2 separate regions of the Macaca mulatta genome follow, and region 1 is linked to region 2. The links are chromatin contacts, called in public Hi-C maps. All regions are on one chromosome and are shown on one strand. Each heading gives the region's core, a stretch centred on a gene start, on an enhancer-like site or on the middle of the called end of the contact. The rest is flanking DNA. Distances are from core to core; before and after follow the strand shown.

What was found. A called contact is a pair of places that touch in the nucleus more often than the background predicts.
Region 1: a contact with region 2 is called in a Hi-C map of fetal cortex germinal zone, with 2.9 times the contacts expected there. The contact joins the promoter of LOC114671808 here to the promoter of PTRHD1 in region 2. A contact is called at or near these places in 3 of 14 Hi-C or Micro-C datasets (fetal cortex germinal zone, fetal cortical plate and liver).

The regions. Positions count from the first base shown.
Region 1 is chr13:100,526,526-100,531,143 of T2T-MMU8v2.0, reverse strand. It overlaps LOC114671808, which reads left to right and starts at 2,411. Exons shown (of 6, transcript XM_077958772.1): 1 at 2,411-2,429; 2 at 2,555-2,737; 3 at 2,779-3,364. The coding sequence starts at 2,411. It overlaps NCOA1 (nuclear receptor coactivator 1), which reads left to right and starts at 2,658. Exons shown (of 21, transcript XM_077960057.1): 1 at 2,658-2,778. It overlaps LOC144333889 (a long non-coding RNA gene), which reads right to left and starts at 1,961. Exons shown (of 2, transcript XR_013403021.1): 1 at 267-1,961.
Region 2 is chr13:100,221,843-100,226,663 of T2T-MMU8v2.0, reverse strand. PTRHD1 (peptidyl-tRNA hydrolase domain containing 1) reads right to left here and starts at 1,274. Exons shown (of 2, transcript NM_001193681.1): 1 at 1,023-1,274. The coding sequence starts at 1,274. CENPO (centromere protein O) reads left to right here and starts at 1,021. Exons shown (of 10, transcript XR_013403002.1): 1 at 1,021-1,398; 2 at 1,751-2,142.

The sequences.
Region 1 (4,618 bases), core at 1,162-3,661, 300 kb before region 2:
GGGTTATTATTTAAGAAACATTACTAGGCACAGTGGCTCACAACTGTAATCCCAGCACTTTGGGAGGCTGAGGCAGGTGGATCACCTGACGTGAGGAGTTCAAGAACAGCCTGGCCAACATGGCGAAACCCAGTCTCTACTAAAAATACAAAAAATTAGCCAGGCATGGTGGCGGGTGCCTGTAATCCCAGCTACTCAGGAGGCTGAGGCAGGAGAATCACTTGAACCCAGGAGGCAGAGGCTGCAGTGAGCCGAGATCACGCCACTGCACTCCAGCCTGGGCGACAAGAGCAAGACTCCATTTCAACAACAACAAAAAAGAAACAGTACCATTCTAGAAAAGGAACTCTTTAGCATGCATGGATGGTTATGGCAATATAAATTAACACCTAAATAATTTGTCATTCAACAAAATCTTAGCACTGCTTTTTTTGAGGATATTTTAAAGTTGATTACGACCCTGGGCTGCAGAGTGGGAGACTGGAAGAAGGAAATGCAGCAGTTGTTAACAGTTGAAGCTGTGGAAATAAACAGTCAGCCGAAGCCAGAGGAGAGGAAGGAAAAAAATGTTGGTATCCTTGAGGATACCAACATTTGTTATGGCCCTGTAAAAAGGAGCAACCCAAGAAAAGCACACACGAACGGAAGTTCAGAAATCAGGTAGAGAGACTCATGTTGATGACAGGGGAAGAGAGTTTCAAAAAGGAGGAGTTAGCAGTATCACGTGCTGTAGAAAGGCCACATGAGAGAAGGACTGAAGTGACCACTAGATTTGGCCTTCAGCAGTTACTAGAGTACAGTGGAGACAGGAGTACCTTGTACAGGTGGCTCATTTGTTGGCGCCAGAGGCCAATACAAGGCACTTTCACACAGTCTGCATTGGACTAGATTGGGAAGTAGGCGCTACATTAGGGGACGAAACTGGTGAGTGCCCGGGTATTTTCAGCTGTTATTGGGGATAGGGACTCTGCGGGTGGCTAGAGGTACTGCTAAGCCAGAGCTCAGGAAATGCACCTAGGGCCCCAGTAGTAGGTCTCCGATAAGAATCAGGAGAATGAATCTATAAATGAATGAATATATGAATGCATGTGGGGGTGTGGTCTAGCGATTGCTTTATGAGCATGACCAGGACAGGAAGAGGATGGTGAGAGCATACAGTAAGTACCTGCCTGTGGAAGAGGCTGCCGTTGACTCAGAGAGGTGCCAGGGAGGTTGGTGTTTTCAAGGCGGTCAGGTTCCCCAGTTGGGAGAAGGGTGCGAAGGGCTTAAGGATTTACAGATTGATTTAGGGGAGAACACACAGGAAGCGAAACATCAGGAACGCCGGGAGACAGCAGCAGCAGGACAGGATTGAGGAAGGGTAAGAGCGCGAAATGGGGTAAGAATGCAAGAAAGGAATGGACAGATGTATGCTTTACAAGGCACTTCCACGGCGAGTGACTCATTCATCCTTACGACAACCCAGGGAGAGAGATGGGTATATATTGCATTGCCAGCCTTTGGAATGAGGGATGCGGTCCAGATAAGGCCATCGCGGCTCAGAGAGGCTGTTCAGCAGCTGTTCGATTCCTCTGGTGACAAGGACCACTCTACGTTTGGAAGTAGCACTTCTATCAGACAAGTAGAAAAAAAAAAAAAAAAGAGGGAGACAAGAAAGGTGTGGTCCCCTTGAGGGAAAATATCTGCGAATGACAGACATTTTACATAATTCATGGAATTGCAAAGCCAGAACGTGTCAGGCAGATCTTTTCATCTGTAAAACGAAGGGGGCAGAAGATCTTCCTTTTCTCTTGTCTAATAGCCTGTGAAATCATCTAGGCAACCACCTCCCAATTTTACAGAATAAAAAACGAGGCCTGCGGGATATGTCTCGCTCAAAGTAACAGAACACCCGAGTGGAGGGACAGACCCGGAGCCGACTCCGCCCCGTCCGCAGGGCCTCTCGCCGTTCAGCCACCTTCCCAGAAAGATAAAGAACAGCGGGAGGCGGCAGGCCCGGCGGCCTAGCTGCGAGCGCCCTGGGGTTCGAGGCCGCTTCCCGGCAGCAGTGGGAGGAACGCCCCGAGGGGAGGGCAGGAGAGGGGCGGGGAGGAGTTGAGACGGGCGGGGAAGAGTTCGGGCCTCCTTTCCCACACTTCGTTAGGACGCAGGCTGGGGCGGGCCTGCAGCCGGCAGAGGGCGCGGGGAGACTCCTTGCTCGGCGGGCCCGGCAGGCCCGGCGGGCTGGGGGCGCGCTGTCGGAGCTCGCGGGCACCGGGCCCGGGCGGCCGGAGCCGGCAGGGGAAGCGCGGCGGGCGGGCAGGCGGGCGGGCGGCCGGGAACGGGCGGGGCGGGGCGGGGCGGGGCGCGAAGGGGGCGGTGCCGCGAGCGGGGGGCGGTGGCGGCGGCGGCGGCGGCCGAGGAGGAGAACATGGCGGCCGCGGAGAGCGGCTGAAATGCCTGTTCTTCAGGCTGGGCGAGCGGGAGTCTGACGCGATCTGCTGAGCTCTGTCCTCCGACGGCTGCACCGCGGCCTTGAGCGCCTCGGCCTCCTGTTCGTTGCTGCTCCCTCGAGCCAAGCCTGCGTCAGGTTCCTTCTGCATCCCCCTGCGGGGGGACCCCTGCTCCGGAGGAGGGGGCCGGAGAGCCGCGGCGGCGGCGGCGGCGGCGGCGGCGGGCGCCTGGGCCCAGGGGGCCGGGCTCCGGGCCCGAGGAGCGGCTGAGGCCGCGGCGGCACCGCCGCCACGGTCGCGGACGAGTGCGGCGCCGGTGAGCGCGGCCCAGAGGCGGCGGCGGCAGGTGAGTGGCGGGCGGCGGGTGCGGAGCCTCCCGGTGGGTGCAGCTGTCACGAGCCGCGCGGCCGCCGAGGCCCTAGGGGGCGGGGAGCAGCTGGCGCCCCTCCGCCCCCTGCTCTCCTTTCTCCCGCTCCATCCCCCTCCCACTTCCCCGAGTTCCCCTCGCGGCCCCGCGCGGCTGGAGGGGGCGGAGGTCGCAGCTGTCACGGGCACCAGCTGGGGGCTGCTCCCTGCCGAGGGAAATCGCTGCAGCAGCGACTTCTCTCCGCCTCTTTTCCAGTTGCCCTAGTTAGCGCGGAGAGGGCGAGCATCCGCGGAGGGGGCGCGAGCTGCGCGGCCGCCTGCCCGGCGTGGGGAGCGGGCGCCCCGGGTCGTCGCCAAGAGGGGGAGCCGGAAGTCGGCGCGGGCGCCCCTCGGCCCCGACGACGCCGTGACCTTGGCCAGCCCGCTCACCTCTCGGAGTCTCGCCTGCCCGGACCGCGAAATGGGGGCGACCGCGGCGTCCCTCTCCGTCAGCGCAGCCCTCGACGGCGCTCGGGTTTGACCCCGGCGCGCTTGCTCGCCCCTTCTCCCGAGAAGGGGTTTCGGAGGTAGACATGGGATGGACACTGGACATGTTCCTGTCGCGGCCGGTGTTTGGTCCCCTTCCTGGGGTTCAGCCGAAAGGGCCGAGGAAGGGAAGCAAACATGTTGACGAGGGGCGATTGGGAGGTGGGGTTGGTTAGTGGGCAGTGACAGAATTCAGGCCGCTCTCTAGTCCCTTGGAAAAGACCTGAAGAAATCGGACACCAGGGTCTCCAGTCCTTACTACCCAGCTGTGGTGGCTGCTTTTTAATTTTTTTTAAAAGCAGTTACCCCCATGGGTAGACACTGCCCAGTCTGACGACGTTAGAGGAAGACGGAGGGGTTGACAATACAGCCTGTGTGTGTGTGACAAGGACAGGCCACGGTGTTGTGGCCGGAGAGTTTCCTGGGAAGGAAAACTTTTAAGCTGGAGGGTCTGTTAGCCTCTCATGCTTGGCCGTCCTCGTTTCTTGTAGAGGTGTTGAACAGGCAGGTGTCCTTGTGGAGAAGGTGACATTTTTTCTTCGGAGAGGGTGAATTTTTAATGTCGAGTGTGATGTTGGTAAGTGAAGGGTTCTTGAGTGACTTGCAGCCCCAGCACCCTCTGTGGATGCCAAGAGGAATCTCTGTGGCGATGATTTGTGAGGGCTGGTGCTTACATTTCAGTGATTAAGAAATCAAGTGTCTGCTTAAAACATTACTGCCGTGAAGCGTAGATTATATGGTACAGTTGAGGGGTGGATCTCAAGGGTTAAATTTGTTTGAGGTTTGTCTCCTCTTTTGAAATTGGTTGGAGGCTACTCTCAAAAAAAAAAAAAAAAAGCAAACAAAACAACAACAACAATAACAACAAAAGTTGACCATAGGGGCCTCAGCTTGTTTCACAGAAGCTATGATGTTGTAGGAAGGGGGTCGGATTTCTTCATGTTGAGAATAATGTGAAAAGAAAGTATTATTTGCTTGGGTCTCTTGGCTCTTGAACTAGAAATAGTTTTGGATTAAAGGTAGCAGTGGGGTTTGATTCAGCTTAACAAATAGTCATTCCTTGAACTATTTGCCATAAATTAGATAAAATGGAAGTGTTTCTGTTTTATCTCCTGTACTTTGTGGAAAGGTCTAATTTGGTTTTGTGAACGAATGTCCGAAATGTTTTCTCTCTGTTTCTTCTTCAGACTTGATGCTTTGGGAACAGTGGGTCACAAAGAGGGTCTGAGTTGGGAATATATGGTTTAGAGAGAAAATAGAGGACTGCTGCTTATAAGAACAGGTGTTTAGTTTGA
Region 2 (4,821 bases), core at 25-2,524:
GGCTTCTGTTCTGCCTACTCAGATTCTCAAGGCATTTTTCCTACAGGTTACCGCCTGATGTTTCACTATCCAGCAGTAATGTTTCTCTTGAAAGATAATCTGTCTTTGCCAGTCTTCCATGAAGGTATTACTCCACCCCTCCACCTGAGTTCTGGCTTCATTACTTTAAAGCCGTTTTTCCTTATTATAAAATATGTGCTTAAGGTAGAAAATTTCAAAAATACAGAGAAGCATTAGGAAATAACCAAAATCTCACCATGCACTACTTAATATTTAGATATCTTTCCTTGGTTTTTCCTTTCAAAGTCTGGATCATTCTGTACATATAGTTCAGTTAGCTTCGCATCATGAGCACTCTTCCAGACCACTAAATATGCTTCAAAAACATAAGGGCTCCCATGAATATCCTTGTGCAAAGCTCTTTGGGTCCATCTGATTATTTTCTTAGGCTACATCTCTAGCAGCAGGAGAGACAGAGTCAAAGGGTAAGGGTGAGATTTGTTTGGTTATCTGCAAACAGAACTTGACTGCTATTTTAAAAGGTGCACCGATTTACACCCCTGGTGACTGGTCTATCTGAAGCTAGGTTCAAATAAGGCTTTTAGTGTTTATTTTCAAATACTTTGGCGTCCTACCCAGGTAAATACTCAGTTTGACTTCACTTTGCACTGTCCCCACGGCGAGAAGGAGCTCGCTCTGTCCCCTCGGGCTCGGTTTTGCTGGAGGACAGCACTTTGGGGCATGGCTTTAAAAGGTCAGCCAGTGCACAGGCGGAACGGCGGGGACACAGGCGGCACCACTTCACCGCGAGCCCAGAAGGGGGCGGACGACTGCTCTCCACTCTTCACACAGTCAGGCCCTCCCCAAGGACGCACCTCCAGGGAAATAGCTCCAGTCTAAATGTTAACGATCACCCCAACCCCCGCCGCACCCACTCCCCGCAGCTAGGCCTTCGGACCGAAGATCACACCCACTTCCGCCCTCGACGTCTCAGCACCTCCCCCTCCGCCCGAGTGCCTCACCTCAAGGACCACTTTGCGCATGCGCCCCAGCTCTTGGAGGTAAGCGGTGGTGTGCGGGTGGTCGCGGTGAGTGTGCAAGGCCGCGGTGGCCGCGTGACAAGCCTGCGCCACCAGTGCGCCCGCCGGCCAGGAGAACGGAGCTTGTGATAGATCCTTTCGTAACACCAAGTATTGTACCAGGACCTGCGGCTCCGCCCCAGAGGCCGCCATCTTCCTCACCACCCGAAAGGCCGGACCTACTCCCCGGTGCATCCTGGGATCAGGGCGGGGCCCTGAGCGCCGCCATGTTTTTGTACGGCAGGATCGCAAAGCACGCCGGGACCGGTTGGCTTGGTTTTGAAGACGTGGATGGCGGGAATTCTCGCCCCTGGCCTGGGTGAGCTAGAAGGGAGAAGGTAGGGGAAAGACCCAGTGTCTGACGGGACCGTGGCCAGGGTGGCGGGCTGAACGGCCTTCTTAAAACTCCTTCCGTAGCTGTGAAGCCTGCTGGACCAGAGTAGCCGGGGCCTCGGGAGCGCGCCGGGGCCGCGGGGTGGGCGCGGGGGTGGGCGCGGACTCTGCTGGCTCGGGCGCTGGGAGAGGGCTGGCGGCTCAGGAAAGGGGATCCTAGCCGTTACGTTTGTGTCATCCGCGGCCCAGGGGTTGTGCCTGAGTGGTGTGTGCCCTGCCGTCTGGGTTTGAATGGGACTAGATGCGATATGACTCTGTTGCCATTTTTCTTTTATCAGCAAGGACATTGAGGTCCCTATCACCGCTTGCCTAGACAACTTCATGGGAAGGCCCTTGGCAATCTGAGATGGAGCAGGCTAACCCTTTACGTCCAGATGGCGAGTCTAAAGGAGGTATTGAGAGGGCCGCCGCCTTCCCCTTCCTGCTGCTGCCCAAAGATGATCCGCAGGCTGAGAGAGCCCTTTCCTCCTGGAACTGACGTGGGACCTGACCTGTTTGGGAGCAGAATGGTGAAAGGAATTAACATTGAAGACAAAGGGACAGGCAGCCAGGATTATTCGAGGAGGAAAAATGGCTTCGTTTCTAGGCTCCCACCTCTTTTGAAACGGATTAAGTTGCATCCATCATATGCTCAGTGTTTATATTCTGAACTGCGGTTCTAGCCAGGGAGGTTTCGTTCCTCTCCCCGGGGTTTTTGGGCCATTTATGCATTACTCCTGAGGGAGGGCCAGTGCGGGGCAGTGACTGTAGTGTTGGTTAGAACTGGGTTTGAGTCTTGGCTCTGCCATGATAAATAAAGGGCCCTTAGGCAAGTCACTTTGTTCTCTGCCTCTGTTTTTTCATCTAGAAAATGGAGGTGAAAATGGCACGGTAGTTGTAGTTGTGGAAAAAGTATTTCTTTTGTGGTGGAATAGTATTTAATTCAAACTTTTCAAGTGAAGCATTTAGCACATGTCTAATATATAGGAAATAATGAAAGGCTTTGTAAGTGTCTTAAAAAGTAGAAAGTGTTTAAAGAATTAATTGTTAGAGTTGCTTAGAATTATGAAACTATTACTTAGTCCTTAGTCAATCCTTTGGAAACTGAGATTTGCATCTGAATTTCTGTCCAGAAGGAAGTTGCTTTCTTCTTTAGTGCCCGGTAATATTTGTGGACAGTTCTGGTTTTGTGTTGCTTTATGTCCTGTGCTATTAATACTTTTTAGAACTTTGGCATACTTAAGCCTGATGCCTAAATCCAGAGGGTTCTACGTTAGTACTTTGGGAAAGCTTGCCATAAAACCCAACTTTAAAAATAACTCTATAGTTTTAAAAAGAATTCTGAGTTTGTCAGTGAATTTGGTGATCCCGTTTTTCTCTGGGCCATCATTATCATTGATAACTATGAAGTAGCTATATTCAGCTTAAGATGACTTAAGCTGAGACTGTAGATAATAAAAGTATATGGGGTAAGATTTACTGTTACTTTAAGACTAAAAATAAGTTTGGTGACTTTGTGTAGTGGAAACATGTCACACTCAGGAGTAACCTGTTCTCTAGTCCAGGCCTAATTTTGTTTCTATTAAAATAAGCGATGAGGTGGAAGTTTTGGATTATCAAGAGACTTAGACCCGTCTCCTTATTCTCTACCGAAAACAATATTTAAACATTTAGCTGTTACCCATACTGGTTTTCTCCCTCTGCTTGGGTGATTTCAGCTTTTGGTTTATTATTTGAATTGTCCCCACTCATTTCGGAAGGAAGGACATGGAATTTTAGTTGCAACCAGATTATTTATTCGAATAGGCAGGGATTTTGACTTTTTTTGTAACCTTTTTTTGGGACAAAGCTGACTGGCTAGGGTGAGATGTCATAACTTCCAAGGTAAAGCAGGCCCAGCAGATACACTCCCTCTTTTCTCTAGTAGCAACGCTAAACAGCAACGCTGCCCCTTGGTGTAGAGGGGATCAGGTCCGTAAAGAAGCTGGGCAGGTTTGAAAGCCTGAGAGGAGAACTGTGTGGAAATGCCTAGAGAAGCAGCAGCATGATACTGTTTTGAACACCTACTTATCTCAGAAACTTTGGGAACATTGATATCTCCTGTTTTAGTAATGTAGAATTTCCATAAAGGAGAATTTGGTCAGGCATCTCCTGTACCACCCTAAATTAATCTATGTGTGTGTGCTTTTCAGATCACCTCCTGGTTGGACAGTAAATAATTTTTGTAAGCTCCATGAAGACAGGGACATCATTTTGCCACTGTAGTATGAATAACTTCCGGCACGGTCCTTGGTCCATAGTAGATTCTCAATACATAGTTGTTGGATAAATAGAGACTTGTGAATAAAGCAGTTAATCACATTCTAATTGTTAGGACTAATTTATTTAATTTGAATTTTGGTTTTTCACGATTATTATTGTAGTATTGTGGATTTTTCTGTGGACATGAGCCAAGTGAATGTAATCTCCAAGAGTGTCATGCTTGGTTGTCTGTGTTTCAGTAAATATTTCTGGGGTGTTGGCCAGGCGTGGTGGCTCACACCTGTAATCCCAGCACTTTGGGAGGCCAAAGTGGGCGGATCACAAGGTCAGGAGTTCAAGACCAGCCTGGCCAACATAGTGAAACCCCATCTCTACTAAATATAAAAATTAGCCGGGCATGGTGGCACGTGCCTGTAGTCACAGCTAATCAGGAGGCTGAAGCAGGAGAATTGCTTGAACCTGGGAGGTGGAGGTTGCAGTGAGCTGAGATCGCGCCACTGCACTCCAGCTTGGGCAACAGAGTAAGACTTCGTCTCAAACAAACAAACATTTCCGGAGTGTTTACTATGTGTCAGACATTGTGCTAGGGTTAAAGGATCCATGGGTGAACACAAATGCACACGGCCCCTGATTTTGGAGCTTTAAGGTTCAGCGGGAAAGATAAGCAAATCAAATAATCTCACTAATGAATATACAATTAAAAGTATAGTGGCCGGGTGCGGTGGCTCACACCTGTAATCCTAGCACTTTGGGAAGCCGAAGTGGGAGGATCGCTTGAGCTCAGGAGTTTGAGACCAGCCTGGGAAACAGTGAGACCCCATCTCTTTTATTTAAAAAACAAAAACAAAAAAACTATAGTATTGTCTCAGAAGGATCTTTGAGAGCTTATGAGCTGGCACCTGGCCTTGTTCTGAAGGTGCTGCAAAGGTTTCCCTGAGGAAATGCTGTTTGCACTGAGTGCTAACAAGCTACAGTAGTACAGGTGAAGGTGGGTAAGGGGCAGCTGTGGAAGAGCCTTTGGTGTGCCTGTTGCGGGGTGGGGATCAGGTCAGTAAAGAAGCTGGGCAGGTTTGAGAGCCTGAGAGAAGGCCTGTGTGGAAGTGCCTAG